Linked DNA regions of Mus musculus: all the other regions are linked to region 1. Evidence: chromatin contacts called from public Hi-C and HiChIP or PLAC-seq data. All regions are on one chromosome and are shown on one strand. The core of a region is the stretch at or near the end of the contact, and the rest is flanking DNA. Distances in the headings are between cores, read along the strand shown. Region 1 holds the start of Pdgfc (platelet-derived growth factor, C polypeptide). Region 2 overlaps Pdgfc (platelet-derived growth factor, C polypeptide). Region 3 holds the start of Glrb (glycine receptor, beta subunit). Region 4 overlaps Pdgfc (platelet-derived growth factor, C polypeptide).

What was found. Hi-C and Micro-C count contacts between places; a contact is called where the count stands out from the background. HiChIP or PLAC-seq counts read pairs in DNA pulled down with a chosen protein or histone mark.
Region 2: an HNF4G HiChIP or PLAC-seq map of pancreatic cancer cells shows a contact between it and region 1. The contact joins the enhancer-like site here to the promoter of Pdgfc in region 1. A contact is called at or near these places in 8 of 39 promoter capture datasets (the 3T3-L1 cell line, 3T3-L1-derived adipocytes, embryonic stem cells and 2 more), 16 of 484 Hi-C or Micro-C datasets (the C2C12 cell line, adipose-derived mesenchymal stem cells, bone marrow-derived macrophages and 9 more), 9 of 115 datasets of contacts at active chromatin or transcription factors (the NIH/3T3 cell line, bone marrow-derived macrophages, embryonic fibroblasts and 4 more) and 5 of 9 other capture datasets (adipose tissue, embryonic stem cells, liver and 2 more).
Region 3: a contact with region 1 is called in a Hi-C map of cerebral cortex, with 5 times the contacts expected there. The contact joins the promoter of Glrb here to the promoter of Pdgfc in region 1. A contact is called at or near these places in 3 of 39 promoter capture datasets (the SN4741 cell line and embryonic stem cells), 13 of 484 Hi-C or Micro-C datasets (cerebral cortex, cortical neurons, embryonic stem cells and 1 more) and 1 of 115 datasets of contacts at active chromatin or transcription factors (pancreatic cancer cells).
Region 4: an H3K4me3 HiChIP or PLAC-seq map of bone marrow-derived macrophages shows a contact between it and region 1, with 5 times the contacts expected there. The contact joins the enhancer-like site here to the promoter of Pdgfc in region 1. A contact is called at or near these places in 6 of 39 promoter capture datasets (the 3T3-L1 cell line, 3T3-L1-derived adipocytes, embryonic stem cells and 1 more), 15 of 484 Hi-C or Micro-C datasets (the C2C12 cell line, CD4 T cells, bone marrow-derived dendritic cells and 9 more), 5 of 115 datasets of contacts at active chromatin or transcription factors (bone marrow-derived dendritic cells, bone marrow-derived macrophages and embryonic stem cells) and 4 of 9 other capture datasets (adipose tissue, bone marrow-derived macrophages, embryonic stem cells and 1 more).

Annotation. Positions count from the first base shown.
Region 1 is chr3:81,034,772-81,037,880 of GRCm38.p6, forward strand. It overlaps Pdgfc (platelet-derived growth factor, C polypeptide), which reads left to right and starts at 1,645. Exons shown (of 6, transcript NM_019971.3): 1 at 1,645-2,783. The coding sequence starts at 2,666.
Region 2 is chr3:81,162,852-81,165,960 of GRCm38.p6, forward strand. All of the region lies in intron 2 of Pdgfc (platelet-derived growth factor, C polypeptide), which reads left to right. Among named protein-coding and RNA genes, the nearest start is that of Pdgfc, 130 kb to the left of the region's middle. Within about 2 kb of position 1,455, at least 25 of the 459 cell types and tissues checked have an H3K27ac peak or open chromatin away from gene starts, as enhancers often do. A contact at or near this core is called in the C2C12 cell line, the NIH/3T3 cell line, embryonic fibroblasts and 2 more, where this site is marked.
Region 3 is chr3:80,912,234-80,915,342 of GRCm38.p6, forward strand. Glrb (glycine receptor, beta subunit) reads right to left here and starts at 1,427. Exons shown (of 10, transcript NM_010298.6): 1 at 1,284-1,427.
Region 4 is chr3:81,122,100-81,125,208 of GRCm38.p6, forward strand. The region is part of intron 1 of Pdgfc (platelet-derived growth factor, C polypeptide); the gene reads left to right. Among named protein-coding and RNA genes, the nearest start is that of Pdgfc, 87 kb to the left of the region's middle. Within about 2 kb of position 1,577, at least 7 of the 459 cell types and tissues checked have an H3K27ac peak or open chromatin away from gene starts, as enhancers often do. A contact at or near this core is called in bone marrow-derived macrophages, where this site is marked.

The sequences.
Region 1 (3,109 bases), core at 395-2,894:
CCAATGTGTTTATTTATGATCCCGATGTGCCAGGCACTGTTCTAGCCAATCTGAAGCGATACAAAGTAAAGCTTAGTCATCACTCCTTGCAGTCTTTGGAGTGCAAATGGATTAAGTAGGAGTGCACACGTATCCTATGTGGGTGGTCAAGAACTCCAACTGTGTGGAGATGCAAAAAAAGCACATTTACAAAACCTTGATCAGAAAACTAAGTAAATGACAAAAACTGGACCTTAATGGATTGGATTGCAAACAGATCTACCGAGAAAGCATGCCTTTTGGTGTCTCATTTTGATTAAAATTGGGAACTCTCCTTTGCATATTCAGGAATGTACAGAACACTTTTGGAATACACGTATGTCACAATGGAATGGCACTGAAGATGATGCACTGCTAACTTGAATAAAGTAACAAGGCTTGTACCATTAACATCCATACACTTAAAGTCTAAGCAAGAGACTTTCTATCCAACACTGTAAAGGTGGAAATCCCACAGATAAGAATGAATGAATGGAACAGGTTTGTAAGGATTTCACAGGAGAACAGCATCTTTCTTTATTTGGTCCCGGGGACTTCCTGGATGCCAAGCAGGAGTTATAATGAACAACCTGTCAAGTACTCATTTGAAGGAAGAGAGAAGAGGACAGAGACCTGGCTAGAACAGGGTTGTTTGGTAGGCCCCAGTGGTGTCCAAGAACAAAGGAAAAGATTAACATTTTATCGTTTGGACTGGTCCCATCTTTTATTTCTGTCTCCAGGTCATGCCCGGTTTCAGGATTATGTTTACCTTGGTTCTATGGTTGGATTGCATGCCCTGACTGATTCAACTAAGTACTTGGTGATACATCTGTCTGACTGCACACCAAGGCATTTGCTTGCTCTAATGTTATTTTTATTTTCCTTATTTTCATTTTCTTTTTTTATTACCCCTCCATCCAAAGATGCATCTTTTGTTTAGATTTCAAACCCTACTGTGCCTTCAACGCTTTCACGAGGATTTTCTGATAAGGAAAGCATATTGGAATCCTATCAGAGACACATGTATTGCACATGGAACCACCCTAGGCCCTACTAACATGTTTTTCTCATTCTAGATAACCCCATAGGAACTTTAGTCTCAGCACGAAGCACTTCGTGCATAAAGGCAACCAGTTCAAACATTAGGGGCTCCAGGACAGCCTATGTGTAAATTGCCACACTATGTCCCCAGACACTCTAGGAGCTAGATTTCATTATCATGCAGCACCCAGCTGCAAAGGACAGGGACTCTTTCTTCTGCTCAGTGGTACCCTCCAACCCCAGTTCCTCTCCAAACAGGGTTCATGTGGATACAGTGGTGCATGGCTTCAATTCATGTTACAACTCTGACTTTATCTTTACTTTTGATTTATTCATTCTCCTTCAGACAGAGCCATTCTGGAAGCATCTTGAGTTCAACTTCCCTCCTTCAGTGCAGAACTCTGGCCACGAGTCCTGACAAAGCGCTTTGGGAGTGGGGATCCCCTTAGGAATGAAAGACAAGTTACAGCCAGGGAGAGCCAGAAGAGAAGGAGTGGCTGTCCTCTCCTACTTTTTTTTCCCTCTCTCTTTCTCTGAGTTTGCAGCACCCTTGAACAGCCCGCAGACTCCTTATTTGGGGTTAGGGGCGCCCAGGGGAAAGGAAGCTGGGGGCCGCCTGGCGGCATTCCTCGCCGCAGTGTGGGCTCCGTCTGCCGCGGGGCCCGCAGTGCCCCCTGTCTGCGCCAGCACCTGTTGGCCCGCCAGCTGGCCGCCCGCGCCCCCCGCGCCCCCCGCGCCCGCCCGGCCGCCAGCCCCGCGCCCCGCGCGCCGCCCGCTGGGGGAAAGTGGAGACGGGGAGGGGACAAGAGCGATCCTCCAGGCCAGCCAGGCCTTCCCTTAGCCGCCCGTGCTTAGCCGCCACCTCTCCTCAGCCCTGCGTCCTGCCCTGCCTTAGGGCAGGCATCCGAGCGCTCGCGACTCCGAGCCGCCCAAGCTCTCCCGGCTTCCCGCAGCACTTCGCCGGTACCCGAGGGAACTTCGGTGGCCACCGACTGCAGCAAGGAGGAGGCTCCGCGGTGGATCCGGGCCAGTCCCGAGTCGTCCCCGCGGCCTCTCTGCCCGCCCGGGACCCGCGCGGCACTCGCAGGGCACGGTCCCCTCCCCCCAGGTGGGGGTGGGGCGCCGCCTGCCGCCCCGATCAGCAGCTTTGTCATTGATCCCAAGGTGCTCGCCTCGCTGCCGACCTGGCTTCCAGTCTGGCTTGGCGGGACCCCGAGTCCTCGCCTGTGTCCTGTCCCCCAAACTGACAGGTGCTCCCTGCGAGTCGCCACGACTCATCGCCGCTCCCCCGCGTCCCCACCCCTTCTTTCCTCCCTCGCCTACCCCCACCCCCCGCACTTCGGCACAGCTCAGGATTTGTTTAAACCTTGGGAAACTGGTTCAGGTCCAGGTTTTGCTTTGATCCTTTTCAAAAACTGGAGACACAGAAGAGGGCTCTAGGAAAAACTTTTGGATGGGATTATGTGGAAACTACCCTGCGATTCTCTGCTGCCAGAGCCGGCCAGGCGCTTCCACCGCAGCGCAGCCTTTCCCCGGCTGGGCTGAGCCTTGGAGTCGTCGCTTCCCCAGTGCCCGCCGCGAGTGAGCCCTCGCCCCAGTCAGCCAAATGCTCCTCCTCGGCCTCCTCCTGCTGACATCTGCCCTGGCCGGCCAAAGAACGGGGACTCGGGCTGAGTCCAACCTGAGCAGCAAGTTGCAGCTCTCCAGCGACAAGGAACAGAACGGTGAGTATCGCCCCCTCCTCCCCCTTCCCGCGTCTCGCTGTGCGTTCGGGTTGGCATTGTGCGGTGGCATGTGGGGTCCTCCAGTCGTGGAGCTGATGGTCGGGTCTCTGGCGCTGCAGATGGGAGTTTCCTGAGTCCGCGTGCACTTTCTGGGGTGGGGGCAGATTTCGGCAGTTTGCAACTTCCGAAGCTCACTGAGTAGAGGGAGCGGGAAGTGCCCCGCAACCTCAGAGTGGAGAGGACGCATGGGCTATGGAAAGGATTGGAAAAGTCAACTGTGACCACATTGCTAGGTGGCATATGGCCAGAGTTACAAGTAAAAGAAC
Region 2 (3,109 bases), core at 205-2,704, 130 kb after region 1:
CATTCCCTCTGGGCTAAGCATCCAAACACATGAGTCTATGAAGACCTCACCTCTTCAAACCAGCACAGGGGGTGTGCAAGAGAAGTTGGTTTTAGAGGTCATATAAAGGTCTACTGATGTCATCTGTAGTAAGCTGATAAGGACTTCAGATTGTGAGATTCTTATGTATGGCGGGGACATAGACAAAATATTTTAAATAAAAAAACATTTGAAGTAACACTTTCTAGCATCTGTATGAAGAAGGTTAGAGATTAGTCACATACTTCATAAGTCCTTCATCTCTTATTTTAATATTCGTCAAGGTATATCAAACATTTAACTTCAGTCTCTGTAGTTGCTTCCCCAAAAGCAAATTACTTAGTCCGAGAAAATGATTAGCCACTAATACAAGATTTCAGACACTTGTGAATATGTCATTAACACTTCCTTCTCAGTTCTGTGTCCAGTAAAGACTACCTAGGTAGGATGTGTAAGCATAAGTATGGTCTCAATTAGTTGTCTGTCCAGTACAGTTTGATAATGTACTGTCTTGGAGACACATAAAGATAGAGAAAGCTAGATCCTAAGATTCAAGTATACCAAGTTTCACATCTAGTGTTAAGTCAGAGTGGGAGACATGTACACAAAGCTCAGTGGTCACCATGGTGATTGTAAGTGAATGAGAAATGGAAGGCTACTAGGATGAAAATTAATTCCAGAATATTGCATCCAATTCATTTCTCCAAACAAAGTCTAGTACCCTCATTTTAAAAGCCACGTGGAGTTACAAATGAAAAAAAAATCTGTTAGCTTGTATTTAATGTGAATTGGAGTGAATAAAATAATAAAATATTTAAGAGAAAAATATGAGCTATTTCTATTTGAAGAGAGTATGTAAATTTGTGTTTTTTGCCAACTACATCTCCTGATATTTGTTTATGATTCTGTTTCCTTATCTTTACATACACTCACCCATTCTCTTATTTAGCTAGCAGTCAAGTACCCTGCTATGCATCAACCAAATATCATGCTATGTATCAGGGATCCAAAGATTATTCAGAGCTTCTTTGACCTCCAGAAACCATTGAATAGCAAAGGAATGTTCATGAAAAAATAAAATTCAAAATTGTGATGGGTGTGGCATAGACCATGCTGCAAAGACGTCACTGCCTCTGCCTCTGGGCTCCCAGATGGTGCTTGCCCCAGGAGCTTCTATTCAGCTAAAGTCTGAAGAAGTGGAAGTGTGTCAACTGAAGTGGAAAGGTAATCCTACATTAGGGGACTTCATATATAGCTTTCAAATATTGGTGTGTAATCCTTGAAAGCTACTACTGGGTATTTTTCTACGTATATCCAGTGAAATGTACTGTTGTGCGGCTTGGAAACCCTGAGTAATAAATCCGGTGACTTAAAGTGCTTGACCTATGACAGGGCCATCATTGCTGGAATTACTGTACCAAAAGATGTGGTCATATTTACCATCTGGCGAAATGTGCTGTCTCGCCCAGGTTGAGGTTCCTAGTGACTAAAGGCTTAAGTAGCCCACAATGACTCAGTTGCCCAAAATCCCTGAAGTAGAAGGAAAGCTGTCTGCAAAATTTCATAGTTTCTCTGACTGAAGTCTGAAGGATAAGAGGGAGCTGTTGTATAGGTCTTACTTCTGGGTAACATGAAGACCTTCTGTTCTCTGACTATCCCTGTGGAGCCTTTCAATGCTCACACCGTGATGATAAACAGCCAATCAAACAGGAGTCATGAAGATATTGTCCCCAAAGTATATATTATCTCGTTAAGACTTCAGTTTCAACTTCTGTATTGTAAGCTCTAGGTTAAATGAAAATATAAACAGTTTAACAATTGAAATTACAGTACATAAGTTGTTAAAAATAGCCATTTATTGTCCCTTAGCTTTAACTGAGCATATGATAATTAGCACAGCTTTTTCAGATACATATCTGAAACATCAGAGTTCAGTTTCTATTTGCTTCTATAAAAATCAGTGAAGTGTTACTGATTGGAAGGCTATCCCACAGCAAAGGGCTTTGGAATTCATACTTATAACTAACATATTAACTAACTAATGATTAGATAGATAGATAGATAGATAGATAGATAGATAGATAGATAAAATTGGAGAGAGAGACAGACACACACACACACACACACACACACACACACACACAGAGAGAGAGAGAGAGAGAGAGAGAGAGAGAGAGAGAGAGATGGGGGAAAGATAGGGAAAGAGAAAGGAAGATATATTCAGAAGTAAAATATATCATTAGTTCTGGATATTTCCAAAGGGAAATTTAGGGCCATAGAAAAAGTGGGGAGATAAAAAATTTTTAAATATATGAATAGAAGTTATAAGATAATCACAAATTTATTTTAAAACTACCTTGTCTCTTCTCTGGGGGGGGGGGATTCTGAGAGAAATCAGCTGGAGCAAAAAAGGGGAATGCAGCAATGTATGGGAAACTGTTAAACCTGCTAGGGTTCCTTGCAGTGTGTGGACCTGTAAAAGGCTGTGGTGGAGTCTGCTATAAAAGCACCTTGAAAGGGTAACACAGAGAAGAAATAGCCAAAAGGAAAGCATATTTCAAATTGTCCAAGAAGAAAATAAAATAAAAGTATTGCAGATAATCCCTGCCTCGGGATCTTGCCTAGGGGGTGAATTATCCAAGTGGGCACTGAGCCTGGTGTTTCTCATTTCTCTTTTCACACCATCAAATATGAAGTAATCTCCTTAGCTGGACTTACAGCCCTGATCACGTCACCTGATGACCAGACCAGCTCCTTTGAGATAAAGCTGTCTGTTTTGTTTCCTTTCTTTGGAAATGAAAACATTAAAAGACTAACCCCTCCTTATTCAATCATTGGGTTCAAGAACAGAATACCACATATCGACTTAGTCCCTTTCCCAGTAAACAAAACCATGTAGTAAACCCAGAAAATACACCAAAAGGAAAGCAAAATAAAATAAAAACTATTACTTTGCTTTTCTTGTGAGTAGAATTAAGGATTTTTGTTTATCTGCCTTCTGAGATCCAATTCCTTTACTGAAAAGGATCAATATTATTGTCCTATGTCAAGACTTGTGCTCCCAGACAGTGTGACAATTGTGTGCACATCA
Region 3 (3,109 bases), core at 177-2,676, 120 kb before region 1:
ACATCACTGAACGTTTGAGTGTCCTTTATATAGCAGGAAAGCCTATTTATAGTCATGGTGAGACTCAGTTCAAGTAAAGATATAGAGAAAACCAGGTTCTAGTAACAGACAATTGGAGATTGTACAATTTCCAAATCTGGGATTATATGAAATTAAAATTTGGCATTAAGTTGGAGAGTATTTCAAAATAGGTTCATACCTGTAAGGATACTTAACCCACTGTTAAAATGGTTCACTCTAGCTAGAACACTTGATGTCAAATTTTAAAATGTAGGTTGTATGGATTTCTATGCTTTTTTTTTTTTTTCAAAAAAAAATCACTAACGGACTTAATTCAAAGGAAAGCAACAAACAGAAAGGTAAAGGAAGACTGGCATGAAACACTCTAAACTCACTGCTTGTAAAATATCATTAAATTTGCATGCTACTTTGTACCCTAAAAATGCCATGCAGTAAGTTGACTTGTTAGTTTTCCCATTCGTGTGGGAACTCTTGTACCAGTCATCTTCAAAAGATAGTTCTGAGTAATAGTAAAGAAACAAAACTGGAAGTGTGCTTCAGATAATGTTCCTACCTACAAATTAACATCACTGCCTATGCCCAGAAGAGAATATCCTTGCCAAAGTACAATAAACAATACAGCAAACCCTCAAGCATTTACTAACAGCAGAATAGCTAAAAACAAACAACAACAAAAAACAAAACAAAACATCAACAACAAAAAAACCCTCTTCTGTGTGCTTTGTTTTCAGATCATAAAATTGTTTTCTGCAAACTGAGACCTAAACGCCCAATTCCCATCCCACTCTGTTATCTGGAGCACCAGTGTCCTGTATTTACCCGCCCCCTCTTCTCAGGTTCACCCCATATTTATCCTATACACCCCCAAAGCAGGCCCAAAGGGCATGTCACTAGGTCCTTCACCCGCAGCCACCTCTACCACTCTGGGATGAGAGTCCCAGTACTGCAATAGGTCTGTCCCCACTTGGCTCACAGCCCCTTATCCTCCTGGAGCGATGCTAGCTGCTACAGCCGGGCTCCCGCGCGACCCTTGTCCGCAAGGCTCTGTGGCTTTCCAGAACGGCCGGCCGCTGCAGGGCCAGGTGAGCCTCCCCACAGCACCCCAGGGCCCTCGGCGCCTCTGGTCCCCAAACCCCGGCCCCGGCCCCCGCGGGCATCGGACACTGCGTCTTGCACCGAGCCCGCCTCGGGCCCCAGCTCGGCCCCGCCGCAGTGCGCAGACCCGAAGCCCGCGCCGCAGGGAGCTCGCCGCCAGGCCTTACCGCACGCGCCCCTCAGCCCTCCGCCGAGGTGACGGCGGCGCAGGTGGCGGGCGCAGAGGCAGCTGCGACCAGCGAGTCCCGCCGCCGCCCGCGCCACCGCCGCCACCGCCGCCGCCGCCGAGTTTGACGCGCCTGCTCCGCCCCTGAGCGTGCGCCGTGGCGCGCCGCGGACAACTGCGGGGACCGCGGGCGGCGGAGGTCGCCACCGAGAGGGACGAGACGCTGCACGGTGGTGGTGGGGACGGGGATAAGGGAGGGAGAAGGGACCTTAGGGCTCTTTGGAGGGCATCATCGCAGGACCCCAGCGGGAGACTGTTAGAAAAGGAGCTAAAATAAAGGAGCAGGGCTCAAGAGGAGGTTTGTGGCACTAACTACATGATGTGGGACAGCAGTTGGCCTTCCTGAACCAAAGTGGACGAGATTCCTGTGGTTTCATCATCTTCTCTTTCTGCCTTCTATCTTAATGTCGGAATGATAATTCCAATTTCTGAAGTCTGATCTTTCTACTCAGGCTTCATGTGGTCAGAATCATTACAGTAGTATAGCATACATAGTGCAAGGAATGCTGCTCCTAACATTGGTTGCACAGTTGACATTGAGCACAACAGGGTCCCTTCATAGTGTCGCCACTGACCCTCAGTGTGTCTAGACAACTGTACATCCTTCTCAATTTTATAGACGGTGAAATTGAAATTCATGCCATTAAGAGATTCAATCACCTGGAGTTTACAGATCTTAAAAGAGATTTAGCAGTGATTTTGCATGGCAGTGCCAGTTAGTTTTTGCCTTTTGGTACTAAACTACTCTAGCTTTCATTTCCATAGTTAAGAAACAACTTCTTTTAAACTTAAGCACCCTACCCATTCCTTTAAGACCCCACAGGAGTTCATTCCCTCTCTTCATACAATTTCCCTTTCTGTGGGAAAATTGATGCCCCTTGCTTCTGTCGAATAAACGCAGTTTTGTTTGCTGAGGTCAGACTGTATCTCGGAATCCCATCTGCTTTCCTCAAGCTACTGCTGGAATATTATTATGCCCGTGCCTCCATGCCCACCTGATAATAACTCTTAAGGGAAGCCTAGCAGATTTGAACCCAAGTGAGCATGGTCCAGCCTTGTATGTAGAAGAGCAGATGTTCCACTAATTCATGTATAGGCCTGTTAAACATGAGAGAGGGGCATTCCCTCCACCCAGACACTGTCTTTCAGCTCCACAAAGCTTTCTGTGTCACAAGGGCAGCAATAACTAGGAAGCAATCCTTATTTCCATTGCTAAGTCACAGCTGCCTTGTTTTAAAGCTTCACTAAATAGAACAGCATGCCTTTTTTAATTATATCAAAACATGACCACACATTTTATTTTATTTTATTTTTATGTTTTGGATTTGTCAATTTGGTATCTCTTTCACATTTTTAAATATTTATTTATTTTTAACTGTCTTCATTAATTAAACTAATAAAATTTATTTTAAAATATACAATTCAGTATTTACATTTTTAAATCATCAAAATAATTTATAATAGTTAAATGCCTCTTAAATATACATGATATCTTCTGAAGCTAAAAGTAACACGCACTCAAACAGTTTTTAAGGTCTATTAGAAACATTAAACACAATAGAAGTAGAAAAAAATTCTCTTATGAAGTCCTCTATGTAAGGAAATTGTGACAGGTTCCTGATTAGACAGAAACAGTTCTGTGGCTTCATAGAATGAATTGGGAAGTGTTCCTTCTGTTTCTAGTTTGTGGAATAGTTTGAAGAGTATTGGTATTAGGTCTTCTTTGAAGGTTTGATAGAATTCTGCACTAAACCCATCTGGTCCGGA
Region 4 (3,109 bases), core at 327-2,826, 87 kb after region 1:
GTCAGCCTTACATGGAACACATGTAAATTCTTTCACTGCAGTAAGTCCCAAGAGAAGTCTCAGAGAATAATGCTTTTTAAAAATTGATAGCATTTGTAAAATGACTATGGTTAGGAGTTTATTTTGTGCAAGATCAAGTTGAAATGACATGTCCAGTAGCAGGAACAGGAACAAGAACATTAAAAGCAAGATATACTAAGACACGTTTGTAGCCTTAGGTTATTTTCATTCTGTTAAGAAGGTGGAATACTTAAACAATAGTCCTGCAGGAAGGCCTAGAAGCTTCACTTGGACAATGTCAGTCTGCTAGATGTACTGTGGGCTTTCAGATGGGATGAGATCATTGTGTGCTGTGGATCCCAGACTTTGTGCAACACATCAGGCTCACTGCTCCTTTGAAGTCTTGAGTCAACAAGGAATCCCAGTCGACATGCATTGGCAGTGTTTGCTGAGGGATGTGTTAGAAACAACAAATTCTTAATGAGACTTTTGGATTGGATGATCTAGTCTTGGTTTTGATTCCTCCATTACAAGAGAAACTATTCAAGTTTAGTGATGTGTGTGTGTGTGTGTGTGTGTGTGTGTGTGTGTGTGCATATGCATACATTTGTACATATGACTGTGCATAAATGTGTGTGTACACACATATATAAATTTCATCATATCACTATATTGTGACATATAAAATAAACAAGTATAAGATTTGGGAACAGCTACAACTCATGACTCAGAGTAGGCAATAGTATCATTCTTTATTCATAGTGGCAAATGAGAGTTAGACCACTTCTATATATCCAGAATTCTTGGTAAGAGGGTTCTTTTTATATACAGGATATTTAATATATTAACATTAATATTTTAATAGTTAATTATGATTTCTATAATACTTGTCATTGAATTCTTGGGAACTAGAAACAGTTAAGATTACTTAGACTAGGAGAAAGGATTTAGACTCGTCTTTCTACATGCAAACATGAAGGACAGTTTAAACTTTATTTGTAAAAACCCTTGTGTGTAACCTGTTACTCTTGTATTACTCAGAGATTCAGTTTAGTCTGAAATACTGTTTTTAAAACCACCACTTTAAAGTCTAGCCTGAATTTTTACCAGCAGTTTATTGTGAGGAGTACTTTCTCCTTAGTAAGACATGTTCATTGAATGTGGTCGTGCATGTCTGGGATCCCAGTGCTGAGAGAGCCAAAACAGGCGTTCACCCAGGAGCCACTCTGGGAACTTTTATTATTATTATTTTTAAATATGAATTAACCTTTTTATAGATTCTTTGAAATTTCCAGTCATTGCACTATACAGATGAGTTTTTTGGTCACATAACAAAAATTTAACCAAACAGTAAAACCAGTTCAGAATAAAATAATCTAAACACAAAAAGTATTTTTTGGAAACATGCCTTAACTAGTTTCACTTACACAGTAGTGTTTTAAGGATACTCCATATGTAAGATTAATATGAATATTACATACTGAGCAAAAATTACTGCAGGCTTTGACACAGCTGACAGTAGTAACAGACGGGGACTCTCAGGAAGGGTCACTTGTCCACCAGTACACTTCCTCATTTGCTTCAACTTTAAGCTCTAACTGCAGCTTTTCTTCTCTTCAGTCAAACCCTCAGAACAATACATGGATGCTTCGCTTAGAGCCATTATCCTTTACTTTCTTGATCTGCAGTATTTGCCAGGAAAATATTTTCTTGCTAATATTTGCCAGGAATTTCTTACGCAATTCCCATTGTAAGTTGGTTCAACCTCTGTTTTCAGAGGTGCTAAAAGAAGCCACAGCTGTGCCTACAATGGCAGTTTATCAGCATGAACTTGAAGGCCTGTACCATTTTCTTCTCACTTTGCTTCCTCTCCAGTCCCAGTATGTAAAGATGCTCCTCCATGTGCACTGGTCCTGTTTGCCCCCAGGATTTCTCACCATCTGAACTTTAACCTTTGTTCCTCTCAGCATTCAATACGTTCTATTATTGTTGTTGCTGTTGCTTTTTTTTTTTTTTCAATTTAACTTAGCCTTTATAATTTCTTCAAACCATTCATTAAATTTTGGTTTTTGGTCAGATAAAAAAAATCTAATTCATGAAAATGTATTCTTCTAAAATCTACTTAAACTTTGGATGGCAGTGTCAGCCATAGGCTGTTTGTTTTAGGACCAACTTTGTATTAAAAAGGCATCATTATGTTTAGGGTATTTTTGTTCTGACTTCATGAGGCTGAACATTCATTTGAGGCACTGAACCTTTGATTTATTAAATGCTTGAATTAACAATCTCCTTGAAGTGAGTTTATAATATCAGTTGTTTATAGGGGAGGGATATACAAGCCACTGAAGCATAGAAGGGATGATAACTCATACTTCAAGTTTCTAGAGGAGAACACTTTCTGAGATGCTGTATGGCTCAAAAGAAACATTCTTAGAAATATAAGATACTATTTTTTGTGCTTTTTTTTTCCATATAAGTCAAGGCCTTGCTGCTTCATAACACTGGAACCTAATGTGGATTCCAAAGCACTCAGGAGCTTAATTTCTAGAGATTCTTTGGATTGGGATACACAATATAAGATTGGAAAAGAAGAAAGAGAAAACCTCATCCTGATTAAATTACATAAAGAAAGTTAGATTTATTAAAGGTCAGGAAAGAAAGAAGGGAAGGGAAGGATCACTGGGTAGAAACATGGCTAAAGAAAATGGTGATTTTTGTGAAGTTGATTCTTCTGATACATTGCCGATCTTGGATTTTTTTTATAGATAAGAGGATTAAAAATTTATATAGTTGTATGTTCTGGCAAAATCTGACTACATACATGTAAACCAATCATTATGTAAACATGAATCTATTGATTAAATACATGTTTTGTGTACCCCCTACACTCAGCTACTCCTCTGATCGCTGAAGATTTAACAATATACAAACCAGACTGCCTCCCTTCCCTTCAATGAATGTGCCCCTGAGAAGAAGATGATGAAACACATTCTGTTGAACAAGATAATGTGAGAGCTCTCTATATACACAAGACCTTAAAAATTTAATTTCATATGACAAAGAACTCTATGTTAGATACAATGAAAACAGATCACATTGATTTAAATAG